2 separate regions of the Danio rerio genome follow, and region 1 is linked to region 2. The links are chromatin contacts, called in public HiCAR-type maps. All regions are on one chromosome and are shown on one strand. Each heading gives the region's core, a stretch centred on a gene start, on an enhancer-like site or on the middle of the called end of the contact. The rest is flanking DNA. Distances are from core to core; before and after follow the strand shown.

Region 1 (7,560 bases), core at 1,869-4,368, 160 kb before region 2:
AAAAAGTAACTAAAAATCAAGTAATGTGTTGGTGCCAATAGTCTAGTGGTAAAGTATGCTGACATATAGCACCATGGTGACCCGAGTTCAATTCCCGATTTAAGGTCCTTTGCTGATCCTTCCCCTCTCTGTACGTTCACACTGAAAGTGGCGAGAGCATCAAAGTAGCCGGAAGTCATTCATTTTTAATGAGAGCCGGCGGCAAAGATTAACGTGGCGCGTCTTCAATGAGAGTTGAAAGTCAACTTTATGGTAACGAGCTATGACTTGGTTTGGTGGCGAGCAATCAGAATGAAGAAGTCCACTGCTTGAGAGGAGTCCAGACAACACAGTCACTGTGAACTTTGGGTCCGATCACAGTTGTTCCCAAGGGTTTGATTATTGCGGTCGCTGGATTTCCAATTGTTTGCAATGTTTTCTGTTTTCTTACAGGCACATGCATTATAAAAGTTACTTGCGAGGTACTACTGTGCACTAATGTTACATATTTATATATTTTTTTTAAAAAGTGGGAATCTCATGCGGCAATACAAAACAGTACTGCTGCTTCAGGATATTTCAGACATATTGGATAATTAAGTGGAGTAAAGCTACATCACATGCAACCTGATCTCCCATTGTTAAATGAATTTGATAAAAAGTGTGCAACATTTCTGTCTGAAATCTCCACTGTCCTGTTTCATACTGAAGACTAAAACCCCTAAAAATAGTATTGTAACGCATTACTTTCCATCAAAAGTAACTAAGGAACGCAATTGGTAACTTTTTTTGGGGAGTAACTCAGTATTGTCATGCATTACTTTCAAAAGTAACTTTTCCCAACACTGATTACCACTAGCCTATTAGCTGTACAAACAACTGCAAGGACAACGAACTCACATTTTAATTTAAAGTGTAGTAAATAAGATATTAATTATAGAAAATGTAATATTACAAAATACAAGTAAAAGTCAAGAAATTAAATCATGTGCCAACACAACTGAACTGGTAGAGATTTTATGTTTTCTATTTCACTGATTATGTGACAAGACCTTTGATTCTTTGTGTTTTACGGTAATGTTATTCATTTTAAAATTGATTTTCATTCATTCATTCATTTTGTTTTTGGCTTAGTCTCTTTATTATTCTGAAATCGCCTGCAGCGGAATGAAGTCAATGAACAGAATTATTAGCCCCCCTTTAAACTTTTTTTTTCTTTTTAAATATTTCCCAAATTATATTTAACGGAGCAAGGACATTTCCACAGTATGTCTGATAATATTTTTTTTTATGGAGAAAGTCTTTTTTATTTTATTTCGGCAAAAATAAAAGCAGTCTTCAATTTTTTAAAAACCATTTTAAGGACAAAATTATTAGCCCCTTTAAGCAATTTTTTTATTTGATAGTCTACAGAACAAACCATCGTTATACAATAACTTGTCTAATTACCCTAACCTGCCTAGTTAACCTGATGAACCTAGTTAAGCCTTTAAATGTCACTTTAAGCTGTATAGAAATCTTGAAAAATATCTAGTCAAATATTATTAACTGTCATCATAGCAAAGATAAAATAAATCAGTTGTTAGAAATGAGTTATTAAAACTATTCTGTTTAGAAATGTGTTGGAAAAAAAATCTTCTCTCCGTTAAACATAAATTGGGGAAAAATGGGCGAATAATTCAGGGAGGTTAATAATTCTGACTTCAACTGTATCTGTTAGTTTTTTGGAGAATACACTGTTTGCTGCGCATGTCTGTCTGTCTTTAAGGTGTGTATTTTACTGACAAAGACATTCTATGAGTCTACATTCCTCGACTGTTTATTGGAATGCTTTCAGACAGGTTTACAAGTGTTTCTCTCTCCCTCTCACAGCTTCTCCCCCTCCCCTCTCCTGCAGTCTCTCTCTTTCTCTCCCCTGTTTCTGTTCACTGGCATGTTTTATTATATCTTTTGTAGAGTGTTTTACTTTGTGCATTGGTGGCCCCCAAGTTGAACCATAGGAGGCAGTGCTTTCGGAGCCTGATGTGGGGGGAAACAACACCACTAATAGAGGTAAACAAGACCTTCTCAATAGACACTGATTAATCAGCCTGAACTGCGCAAATACCATAAACGACCAGAGATCTTGCTGCTGTGTCTGAACTTTGAAATGTAATAATGTATAATAGAATAGAATATACAATATAATATTATAATATTATAATAAAATACATTATGCAATTAGTTTATTTCAGCAATATCAATGTTTAAATATTAATCAAATTCATGTAAAAGAAATTATTACAACTTACAGTAAATATTTTTAAAGTAAAATTTTAAAAAGAATATTGCTAATTCAATATATTAATAACTTCTACAATATAAATAACATAAAAATATGTTAAAGTTAATTATAAAGGCTTTTGAACATACACATTATGATATTTATGATGTGATATTATGATAAGAATATGATATACAATAATATGCAACTTACAATAACACAATTGATTTCAATACAGGATATCTGGAATGCTTTGTGCAGCTTCATAACATCATTTAGGATGATGCAATAGTCTTCATCCCCTATAGCTTAAATATCCAGACGCCAGATTCTAACTGCTGTATTTCAATCCTGAGGAGTGAAGAAACCAGAAACGATGCGCGAACCTGGGTGGATCAAACAAGCAGTGAAACCAATCACAGCAGTGACATCACTTCAGCTTTTGTCCACGCTGTTTTGTCCAACAACCGCACACATAAAACATGTGTCACTCTACATGGGCAAAACACTGGATGTCAAGCACATCAGAAACAGTGCTCCCGGCCGCTCTGAGATTGATATCACAGGGTCTGTTTCTCCCCAAAAAATGTGTCCCCCTCCCTCCTTTCCCCCCCTCCTGGGAAAACAGCGACAACAAATTAGCCTTCTTTTATGTCAGAGCCTAAGGACGACACTTGGACAGCCCTGAGATTGTCCGCCCGAGTTCCCATGAACCTCACTAACCTTCTCTTTCAGTGCAGAAGGAAGCGGCCATTGTGCCAGCACCTGTTTCTGTGGAAATTGGTGAAATGATGGCTTTGTTAGGCATTGCCCAGGCAACCAGGAGAAAAGAGCATGAGGGTGAGCGGGACGAGGAGAAGGAGGAGGAGGTTTGGGTGGGGGAGGGGCCACTGGACCTGACTGGAGGGCCACTCTTGAGGAAACGCAGGACCCCAGTTACAATTAGGCTAAGGATGTAGTCTTACCAGGTTGTTTCACTGTATACTATGTTGGGTGGTGTAAAAACTATAGAAATTGTGGTAATAATTTTGTAAAAACAATATATATACACTAAAACAAAAATTTGCTGAATTTCACACAATTCCTAGATGTTGTCCCAACACAAATCAGTTAAGCTAACCTAATTGTTTTTACAAAATTGTGTGCATTGAACATAAAAAAAACAAAGTTGTCCTCAAAAACTCATCAATAGTGTTGATTCAGCTCATTTTAAATTAGTTTGAAAAAGCAGCAATAAGTGTGATATAACTGATATAATATTATATTAATTTAATTAAAGAAATATCATAATTAATGATCGGCGACACAATGGCTCAGTGGTTAGCACTGTTGCCTCACAGCAAGAAGATCGCTGGTTCGGATGGGAAGATTTCCTCAAGAGTCCAAAGACATGCTGTACAGGTGAACTGGGTTACCTCAATTGGACCTGTGTGTGTGTGTGTGTGTGTGTGTGTGTGTGTGTGTGTGTGTGTGTGTGTGTGTGTGTGTGTGTGTGTGTGTGTGTGTGTGTGTGTGTGTGTGTGTGTGTGTGTGTGAATGAGTGGGTATGGATGTTTCCTTTAGGCTACTGGGTTGCAGCTGCAAGGGCATCTGTTGCGTAAAACATATGTTTGATAAATTGGCGATTCATTCTGCTGTGGCGACCGCTGATGAATAAAGAGACTAAGCCGAAGGAAAATAAATGATTGAATATAATTCTCATTTATTCATTAATTTAATTTAAAATTTTACTATTTAATTGATATTTCAATCATTCATTTTCTTTTCAGCTCAGTACTTTTTATTAATCAGGGGTCACCACAGCAGAATGAACCACCAACCGCCATATATATATATATATATATATATACATATATATATATATATATATATATATATAAATTGTATTGTTTTATTATCATTGTCATCATTAATTTAATATATTTTAATTAATAAATAAATTTATTTAATTATTTTTATAAAGATGCATTTAATTTAATAAAAGTGACAAACATTACACATAAACTTGCTGTTCTTTTGAATTTAATTAAGCAAGGAACACCGAAGAAATGTGGCAGAATAAGATGAACTAAAGATCAGCATTTTTAAAATGAAAGATCATGTGACACTGAAAAGTGCATACTGGTTTTATTATTGTTAGGAAAAGATGTAGAACTCTAGTATGCTTTTTCAATTTTTCTTACATGTCACTTTTAATGCAACAAAAGAACTTACTCTTAGCTGCCTTCACAACTGCTAAGAAAATGTTGGTCTGCCGCTGGATCCCTCCTCATATTATGAGATGTCAATGGGGCCTGTCTTTGCTGGACATTAATTGTATGGAACTTTCAACAGGGCGCATACATGGAGCTGTTGAAAGTCCTGGATTTTAGCTTTTGATATTGTCAAATCTTTTGTTTCTACCTTCTAATGTACAGCTTTTTTGTTTATATATACTTTATGTATCTCATGATGTAATATTTATTTATTTATCCTTATCTAACTACTACTTTGTATTTGGCTTAAAATTAATCTTTTTTTTTTACACAGCAATCTTTTAGCTTCTGTTATTATAGAACTAGTCTATCTGGGTAGGGGTGGGGATTTTGGGTTGTTTTATGATATAGTCATATGCTGAATGCTTTCTATATTAAACAAAAACTGAAATAATAAAAACAATTGTTCACAAAAAAAGTGCATTCTGATGCTGAAAATTTTGCCTAACAAGAATAAAGAATACATTTTAAAAAATAACAAATTAAAATAATATATCAATTGTAATAATATTTTAAAATATTTATCTTTTGAGGGCATTCATTCATTCATTCATTTTCTTTTCACCTTAGTCCCTTTATTAATCCAGGGTTGCCACAGCAAAATGAACTGGCAACTTATCCAGCATATGTTTCATGCAGCGGATACCCTTCCAGCTGCAACCCATTACTGTGAAACATCCACACACTCATTCACACATACACTACAGCCATTTTAGTTTATTCAATTCAACTATAGAGCATGTCTCCACACAGAAATGCCAACTGACCCAGCCGGGGCTCGAACCAGTGACCTTCTTGCCGTGAAGCAATCATGCTCCCCACTGCACCAACGTGACACACCTTTTTAGTGTATTTTTGATTAAATAAATATAGTCCTGTTGACCACTTCTTTCCAAAGCATCGAACAATCATATTGACTTCAAACAATTTACAAGTAACTGTTATGAAGAATTTGAATTAATATACTTTAATATTACTGTATTGTACATTACTACATATTAGATCACAGTTGAAGTATGTTACAATTCTGTCAACACCGGCTATTAAAAGTCTTCAGAATTACTATAAGACTACAGGCAGGTGAGTTTAATCAGAACTGGAGCTATACTCTTCAGGGCAGTGGACCTCCAGGTTCTCCATCCCTGCTTTAGATCATAAAAGTCAGTGCACCATGTGACTGGAGCTTTTGAAGCTATCGCCCGAGTCTCCCAGCAGAGGGCAATCATTTACAGTATCAGGAGTCACAGTGCTGAATGGTGCAACAACTGCTGCAAATCAAGATTTCACTGACATCAAATCAGACCCCTAAGTTAATATGTAAATTACAGATGAGATCAGCCTCAAAGCTGCTTCAGTGTCTATAAAATCATAAACTAAATATATATTCTGTATGACAACCTTAAGTACACCTTCTTTGTTCTGGGTTGAATCCCAGAACAGCCTTAATTCTTCATAGGCAGGCCCGGATTGGCCAATCGGGAGGACTGGGAGAGTTCCCGGTGGGCCGGTCCGCTTCTTGACCGCGAAGGCCGGTGTTTCTAGCTGCTTGCACTCTCAGCAGTCACACTTTTTTTTTCATTTATTTATTTATTTGACCATAGTCTCACTCTTTTTATTCATCAGCTCCGCTCTTCTTATTTATTGTCTCGCAGCCCCATGAGCAAAATGCAGCCTGCAAGGTATAGATGATGTAAATATCATTCCGGCAACATAGGCGTATCAACGTCATTGTGGTCCAGTGGTCAGCACGTTGCGTTACGATGTGTTCGATCCTCACCTGAGTAATTTTTTTTTATTATTATTATTTTTATTGTTAAGACATATAAAACTGTAAGGTTGTTCAACATTTTAAGTTCTAAAGCAGCTGTTTTCTAGAAAAAGATGTGATAGTGTAATTAGAAACTTAATTGGAAATGACCTTATTTTAATAGTCAGTTGTGAACTGAGGTGGGCCGGACTAAAATGCTTGAAACTCCAGGGCTGAAAAGGAGTCCCACTCCGGCACTGTTTATAGGTGTTGGATGTAATTATTTACAAAGTGTCTAGTTACTGTAATTAAATTAGTTTTCTGCTAAAAAAGGATATATTTGGAAGGGATTAGATAGGTTTTTTATTTGATTTGATTACTTATAGGTATTTATAATGCTTGACTTGACTACTGTACAATAATTAAACAGTTTTATTTAATTCAGAAAAGAAGAGAAAGTGTATTTTAGTAAACAAATATTTTGCTAAATAATTCTATTTTTCAAATAAAGAAAGTTACATTGGATTCATACACAAAGATTGATGTAATTGGACATGCTGTGTCATACAGTGTAACAAGACTGTCACACTCAAATGATGCTCATTTGTTAACAAGGCACCCCGAGCCAGCAACCAAACCATTGACACTAGCCAGGATGAATCTATCTTCTCATTTTCAATTCCATTAAAATGTTGCAGCAAGACTCAAGAATCACCAGACAAGGCAAACTTTCTCCAATCTTCTGTTTTGGCGAGGCTGTGTGAACTGTAGCCTTAGTTTGTTTACTTCTAAAGTGCTTTTACAATATAAATTATGTCAAAGCAGCTTTACATGAGCTTGAGATCAGGAAAAGAATACAAAAGCTGTACTATTTCCGATTGCTGAACATTTTGGCACATCAGGCAGGAAATAGAGTACTAGTAGAATGCTGGTGTACTTCTAGTTAGATTAAAACTGCAGTTCAGTTGAATACAAATGTCGCTGTTGAGGACGATGTGCTGAAGAGCAGCTCCGCTGACCTCAAGCAGGCCAGAGTTGACAGTGACAAGGAACAAAAACTCCACCAACTGACCAAGTGGAGAACAAACCTTTGTTTGTCATGTTGTGTGTGCACAGATGCTCTTCTGCAGACCTAGGTTATAACGAGTAGATATTTGAGTTACTGTTGCCTTTATGTCAGTTTAAACCACTGGTCATCCTCATCTGACCTCTGGCATCAACATATTTTCATCCACTGACCTGCCACTAACTGGACACTTTGTTGCCGATAAGAAGCAGATCAGCCTTTTCTGAAATTCCCAGACCTGGCACCAAGA
Region 2 (7,624 bases), core at 3,960-6,459:
ACTCAATCAAAGCTACTCCAATCTGTTAAAACCTCTGAGGGAGTCAATTATAATCAACTCTCCAAGGCCTCAGGAAGTGAATTATGTTTTGCTGAGGTGAAACTCCAAGTCTCTTATCGTGCAGAAGTATGGATATTAAATCAGATTAAAATGATTTACTCAAAAGAAAATATTCTTGTCTGCTTAATTGGTAGTCATTTTTAATTTTGTGTGAAATGCTTTTTTTTACTTTAGCTCTTGTTTATTGTTAAATTTTTGTATTCAAAGTATACCAAATTAGCTCCCATAAATCTTAAATCACTTTAAAACTTTTATAAGAAAATTGACAAATTAATGTAAAAAAGCGACTATAAATATAAAAAAAAACACTCTCAAGGTTATCTTTCTTGTAAAGAAAAAAAAATATTCATATTTAGCACTGGTTTTTCAAAACATATTAGCTCTTATGATAAAATTAGCTTTATGGTGGCGTGGTGGGTAACGATGTTGCCTCACAGCAAGAATGTCGCTGGTTCCCGCTTCTGTTGGCATTTCTGTGTGGAGTTTGCATGTTTTCTACGTGTTCACATGGGTTTCCTCTGTATGCTCTGACATGAATTGGGTAAGCTAAACTGGCCTTAGTGTATATTCCCAGTGATGGTTTCAGCTGGAAGGGCATTTGCTGCATATAACATGTGCTGGAAAAGTTGGCAGTTCATTCCGCTGTGGCCACTGTTGATTAATAAAGGGACCACGCTGAAAAGTAAATGAATGAAGTTAGCTTTACATTTCTTAAATAAATGCAGAAATTTTTGAGTGTGAACAACACAAGTCACTTTTTTCAGAACCATAAATGTCCATGAGTCCAATAAATAAATATAAGGGTAGTATAAAACTCTTTTGTTTGGGAAAACCTTGGGGAAAAAAAAAAGAAAAAAGGCTTAATAACATAAACGTAGTGTGAGAGTAATTTACCTCTTTTGTTTTCTGTGACTTGTTGGACATATTTGACAAACAGGGTTGTCACACCAAAGGACAAACTTAATTTTATAGTATAACAGGAGCACTTCATGGGTGCATGATCTATAATGGAGTCCTTGCATCCTTTAACTAAAGCTTTCCATGGACTTAACATTATTTTACGATTTCCTTTTTAATTTATAAAAGTTCAGTTTATTGAATTATGCTTGAAATAGTCACACCACAGGCCATGTTTGAGATTTGGCTCAAAACTGTAAAAAGTTTAACACAGATTTAATTATTAAATTAGAAAAAAATGATATAACTTTCTTTTTTTTAACAAGAGGTTCATTAAAGACAAGGAAAAGTTTAACCATTTACTGCTTTTTAAATGATTAATTCATTAATTTTCCTTTGGCTTAGTCCCCTTATTCATCAGTGGTCCACACAGCGGATTGAACCGCCAACTTATCCAGCATATGTTTGAACAGCGGATGCCCTCCCATCTCTAACCCAGTACTGGAAAACATCCATACTCATTCATTCACACACATTCATTAATTCATTTTCTTTTCGACTTAGTCCCTTTATTAGTTTGGGGTCACCACAGCGGAATGAACCGCTAACTTATCCAGCATATGTTTTATGCAGCGGATGCCCTTCCAGCTGCAACCCATCACTGGTAAACACCCACACATTCTCATTCACACTCAGGCCAATTTAGCTTATTCAATTCACCTATAGTGCATGTCTTCGGACTGTGGCGGACACTGGAACACCTGGAGGAAATCCATGTGAACACGAGGAGAACATGCAAACTCCATACAGAAATGCCAAATGTCCCAGCCGGGACCCAAACCAGCAACCTTCTTGCTGTGAGGTGACAGTACTAACCACTGAGCCACCTTTATTAAAATGATTACATTACTTATTATATTAATTGTTTTATATATTAATGTGTGACAGCAAAAATGCCACTTTAAGGCAACAACCCTAAATATATACACAATTGAAGTCAGAATTATTAGCCCCCTATATATTTTTTCCCTTAGTAAAGTTTATTTATAAACTAATTTCGAGAGGATCACTTGCTTATTGATCACGGCTCATTATCCAATTTATGACTCACCAATCAGACTATTATAAGCCACTATAAATACCCTAAGTTCCATATAACAGCCATCTTCGCTTTTGAAGAATCCCCCCTTCCACCCCAACTCCTCCTCATTTCCTAGATGGGTGGCACGGTGGCCCAGTGGTTAGCATTGTTGCCTCACAGCAACAACGTCACAGGTTCTAGTACTTACAAAGCCAGCCGACTTTTCTGTGTGGAGTTTACACTTTCTCCTTGTGCGGGGGTTCCTCCCACAGTCCAAAAACATGCAACTTAAGCTAATTGACTAAACCAAATCAGCACCATAGACATGCTCCTAGAATGTAGTTATGTCTTAAGAGCAATCCTGTTCATTAGCTACTGCATCAGGGGAGTTCTCTAGTTCTACCTGAGCTCAAACTCCCCTTTCGGCCTGCAAAAGAAGGGAGATCATAAGATCCTCGAGCCTAGGGCTCTCTCCTGTGACAGCATGCCAAACACGCTTTAAAATCAATCTTTAGCTAAGTGTGAACTCTTGGATTCTTGGTTAATGGATAGATTTTTTTCAACTCATTTCTAAATATAATAGTCTTAATAGCTCATTTCTAATAACTGTTTTCTTTTATCTTTGTCATAAAAACATTCAAAATAAGACTTTCTTTGGAAAGTATATAAAATATTATAGTAATACTGTGAAAAAAAATTCACACATGGGACTAATAACTTTGACTTCAACTGTGTCTATACATGGAGTTATTCCTGTGATTTCAAAGATGATGAATATGTAGCATCATCACTTCAGTGTTCAGTAAATTCATATAAATATGCTTATTTGCATCTGCACTCACGTTCCAAACTGTCATATGTGCTTGAACTGCTTGCCTAGGCTTTGGATTAAAGGTAAGCATCTTATAAATAATGTTAACTTGCACAGACTAATCATTTCACTTCAATAAACCTCAGAGCATTATCAGGAGTCAAGGCATTCATTTTGCTTTCGGTAGCAGGAGACATTTGTATTCAATAGATCACAACAAACAACAGTTTCTGCAAGAAAAAACTCGTTATCTGCGTAAAACTTTCTTTAATTAACGCTTGGCATTTCATCAGCGGCTGTTTGCTGAAAGTCCCTGTTAATCTTAGTGTTTCTGTGACCACAGTTACAGAGTCAGTGAGTTGTGAACAAATCAGGCAATTTGTAAAAGGGATCAACTGGCTTCAACTCACCGACTCAGTGATCATGCCTAAGTGCTTCTGAGGTTAACAGCTCACTACAGGGTACAATTATCAGCAAAACAACTTGTGAATATGGATAAAGGCATTTATGTTCCATGAGGGTGAAAAAGTGTAAAGGCCTAAAATTCCATGAGGGTGAGGAAATAATTTAACATTTAATTTTTGGGTGGATTGTTCCTTTAGGTTATGAATGATAATCAATTTTAAAAAATCAATTTTTGTTTCACTGCAAAGTTTCTTTTTTTCCAATAGAAATCAAATAGATCCGATCAAAGAGATCAACTAAACAAAAAATAAGAAAAACATCAGTGTGATTTACTGTAACATCATGACAGAAACTTACAATGAAAACATGACTATGCAGGGTCATGACAAAACAATTCATTATGTATATTCATTATAAAAAGCATTAACTTAACGAATGTGCTCTGAAAAAAACCCAGGAGACCCAGAGAAAATTCCCAATTTCTGTATGTACTGAATTTACTAAGTATATGCTTGAGTAATATTTGCTTTATCCTAAGGTCAGAAAACATTTCCTTCAGATGTATAAAAATATATTTTTTAATTTGATCTTTTTTTTTTTTTTTAGAGAATGACAGTTGTTCAAAGTAACAAATGTTTTAATTTTAATTTTATTTGCTGTGCAGTTATTTCACCAAATGCTGCTTTCCTAACTTTCTGTAGGAAAACATTGGTATTGTTTTGTCTAAAAGTGAACGTCTGAAAACATGGTGCCTTTTTGTCACTTCATTGCAAACATGCTCTGGATGACGAAACATTTTTTAAACATGCAAAAAATCTCATCAATAGCTTACAGAAGAAAACTAAAAATACTTTTACACAACCATAAATTGTAAATTCAGAAAAACTTTGAAATTTTTAGTGGAATTCTATTTTTTCCTCAGTATTTCTCTCATACCAGTGAATGTTTTTCATATGAAATACATTATAAACAAAATTCAGGGTATCTGCAGGTTTCATCAAGTTAAATTTAAGACATTTTAAAGACAATTATGAATGAAATGTTTAATTTATACAGGCTAAATTTTAAGTATTTTTTATCAAAAATGATTAAAATTTGATATATTTAATAATACAATAATAATTTAGTTTGAATATTTTTTTTAATTAATTTTCAAATATATCCATTCACAAACCCTATAACCCTTACCAAGAATAGAACAAAACACATAGCTGTCAATTACTTCAGTAATAATAATTTAATAATAAACAATATACAGGTCAGGTCAGTTTCCTCAGCAGTAAATAAAGTGAGAACTTTTTAACTGCAAGAAAAGTAACTAAAGACTGTTTTTAAATAAAAAGTTAGAAGTGTTATTAAGATGGATTGTTGGTGATTGTATGGGTGTTAATAGCCAAATTGGGTAGCTCATGAACAAAGGACAATTGAAACCTGTTAAATTTCTTTTAAACCTACAACACAACATACCAGTGGATTTAGGACATTTTCAGGCCTAAAAATTAGTTAAATAATAAAAAAACTATTAAAAATAAACTTAACAGACTGAACGTGAATCTGTTTAAATGTTTATATTCCAATAACTTTTTAAAGTAATTTTTAAAGCAATGAAGCAGTACAACCAAAGGTTGATACATTTTCTCTCAACTAAACATTCAGAACATTTTCCACAGAACACATTTTGCAACAAAGGCATACATAAACAAAAAAAGCTAAATAGCAAGTACACTTAAAACTAGATTTACAGAATGACAGTTATTTATTAATCAAGCAGTAAACAATGAAGTCTTGAACGCATATTGTAAAAGTAGTACACACAAGTATATGTACATCAAACATGGTGCTTGAACAAGACACATTCATCTTACATTCCTTATTTTAGCGGAATATATGTAGCACAGCTATGCATTTCCAAAGCACGGGTAAATAGTTTGGGAGGGGTGGGGGGTGGGAAATGCCACCCAACAAGCTCAGAGGAAGCAGTTGAGCTTCCAGGCCTCACACAGAGATGTAGGGCCACCCACTCACAGGCCGATTTAGTTTATTTTCATCCTTTGAGGTAAACTGTTCAGTGTGAACTGTTTATTAGGCCTTTGATTTGTCATGTGTCAGCTTGTGCTCGCAGGGCAAGTGTATACACTGGTTGTGGCTTGTATATAGAAGCGGTTTGGAGGTCAAGGCTGGTGCGGGGGGTGATGGGAAGGGTGGGTGGTATGAGGCAGTACTCGAACCATCTTTCATTTTGGCATCATCATGATAAAAATGAATTTTTTTCTATATCAAGGTGAGACTTGAAATGAATCCAAATGCAAATAGGTGAACTGGGAGAGTTGATGAAGACGGCTTTGAAAAAACCAGGACACAACGTTCAAAATGTGACTTACAAAAGATCCAAAATGAAGGCTCCTTTATTCAGTACACAAAAACAATTAAAACGGACAAACAGTACAAAAAACAAACAAACATCTTTTGATATCTCTTGTAGCCAGATAGTAAATAGGATTATTAAAGGAACGAAATTGAAGTTTCATTAGCTTTTGTGAGAGGTATCGTTGCCGCTGAATCTCATCTTAGATTAGTTTGGTGACATTCTGACCCTCTGTTCTGCTTCAATAGCTGATCTCAAAGCCTGGTAAGACTCTATAACAAGAAGAAAAAACAATTTCAATGCTCAGCAGGAAATGGCCAGCTTTTCTCAACACCCTCTCAAATCACACAGTTTGTGTCATTGCGACGTGTGTTGAAACTCAAACAAGTTATTATATAAACCAAAAGTGTAGAAGGATAGAATAGAATGATGTTAAGGTAACTATATGGTGTTACACATGCTGGATTAAGTTTAGTTTATTTGTTTACAGGGTCAATGCAAATTAATAGACATTTTTCATCTGTGGACCCCTTACAGAATATTAAAAAGTCACACCTAAAATAGAAGCACAGTAGAATACTATCAAATATAAAATACAATAAAAAAAGCAAAACTAAAACTGATTGATGGCAGCAGAAGGGGACAAAAAAAGCCAAAGACAAACAGTATAAATAAGTGTCAAAAATACAGTACTAATGCTGACAATGCTGATTTGTCAATGACCAATTTTTAACATGAAACTGAAAAGACCGAAAAGTAAGTGATCTTCTAATTGTTGGTGGTAGGATTGCACGGTTTACCAGTACTATGGTAGTATCATGACATTATGGCTCCAAAATACTAATGGTGCCACTGTAGTTTGTAAACAGTAATATCGTCATCCACAGTCTATACCTAACGTTGCACATGGAAAAGTCACTAAAATGCTTGCACGTTTGTGAAACAAACTATTTTTTTATAGTCTCTGGAGCCCTTTAAGGTTGCAAAACTGTAGAATTCACACCTTTTTTGGTAGCCTATTGCACATTTTCTGACGCTTCAGTTCAAATCTGAAATCAGTAAAATTTTTTCCTGTCAATATGGTTTAGTAGCTACAACAACCGCAACAAACTTTTAAAAAGAACGACTCAAAGTGAAATTTTAAATGACTTTTGAAAAACCCCAAAATAGCAACAGGAAACGTTGAAAAACATTTGACTACTTCACATAGCCTATTTTTTATTTTTTTGGGAGAAATGCTTTAACTAATTTAATTTGCTATAATTTGTATCTTTATTTGAATGTGTATTTTGCTGGTCAGTTATCTACAAAATAAACAAAATAAACTAATACTTTTTAGATAAAGTGACATTTTTCATTAATATAGGAATTATGAAATCAATTTAAGTAGGCCTATTTAACATTTTAAAATATAGTATTTCTGACAATTTTCTTTATTTAATAGATTTAAGTTACAGTATCGCAATACTATTTGGTATCACTATACTTCAGCTGGTATAGTATCGAAACATTTTTGGGTATCGTATCGACAACCCTAGTTGATTGGATTGAATTCCAATCCCAAGCAGCTTTCACTGAAATCACAGACAAACTGAATTAACTTTTTTGGGGGAATAATACAATCCTCTCTTTCACCACCCCTAGTAGTTCAGTGAGGAGTTCTAACTTTCCTTGATTTAGTGGTAAAGTCAGATTATGTAAAGTCTTAAACAGTAAACATGTGCATATTTAATTAGGTTTTCACCAACTAAGCAAGTTGTATTTCTTTAATATTGAATAATGGTAAAATTGAATTGATTTCTTATCAAGGGTTTTTAAAGATTTTTACTATGATTCAAGTGGCTTTAAATTAGTAATGCTAGCTTGGGACCAAGTGGTGAAACAATAAGTGATATGAGAAATGATCATTGAGTGTAAATAGATTAGGGCAACCTCACATAATAAATAAATCTAAAATTTGCAAAACTGAATCTTATCCGGCAACATACCTTTTTAACCTGTGACC

What was found. HiCAR-type assays count read pairs that join an accessible place to other places.
Region 1: a contact with region 2 is called in a HiCAR-type map of caudal fin, with 6 times the contacts expected there. The contact joins two enhancer-like sites. A contact is called at or near these places in 3 of 18 Hi-C or Micro-C datasets (embryo and hematopoietic stem cells) and 1 of 4 datasets of contacts at active chromatin or transcription factors (caudal fin).

Annotation. Positions count from the first base shown.
Region 1 is chr2:37,075,334-37,082,893 of GRCz12tu, reverse strand. No RefSeq gene overlaps it. Among named protein-coding and RNA genes, the nearest start is that of klhl20, 6.0 kb to the left of the region's middle. Within about 2 kb of position 3,118, at least 23 of the 62 cell types and tissues checked have an H3K27ac peak or open chromatin away from gene starts, as enhancers often do.
Region 2 is chr2:36,920,821-36,928,444 of GRCz12tu, reverse strand. kif2c (kinesin family member 2C) reads right to left here. Exons shown (of 21, transcript NM_001114593.1): 21 at 5,628-5,891. The coding sequence ends at 5,827. Among named protein-coding and RNA genes, the nearest start is that of kif2c, 25 kb to the right of the region's middle. Within about 2 kb of position 5,209, at least 5 of the 62 cell types and tissues checked have an H3K27ac peak or open chromatin away from gene starts, as enhancers often do.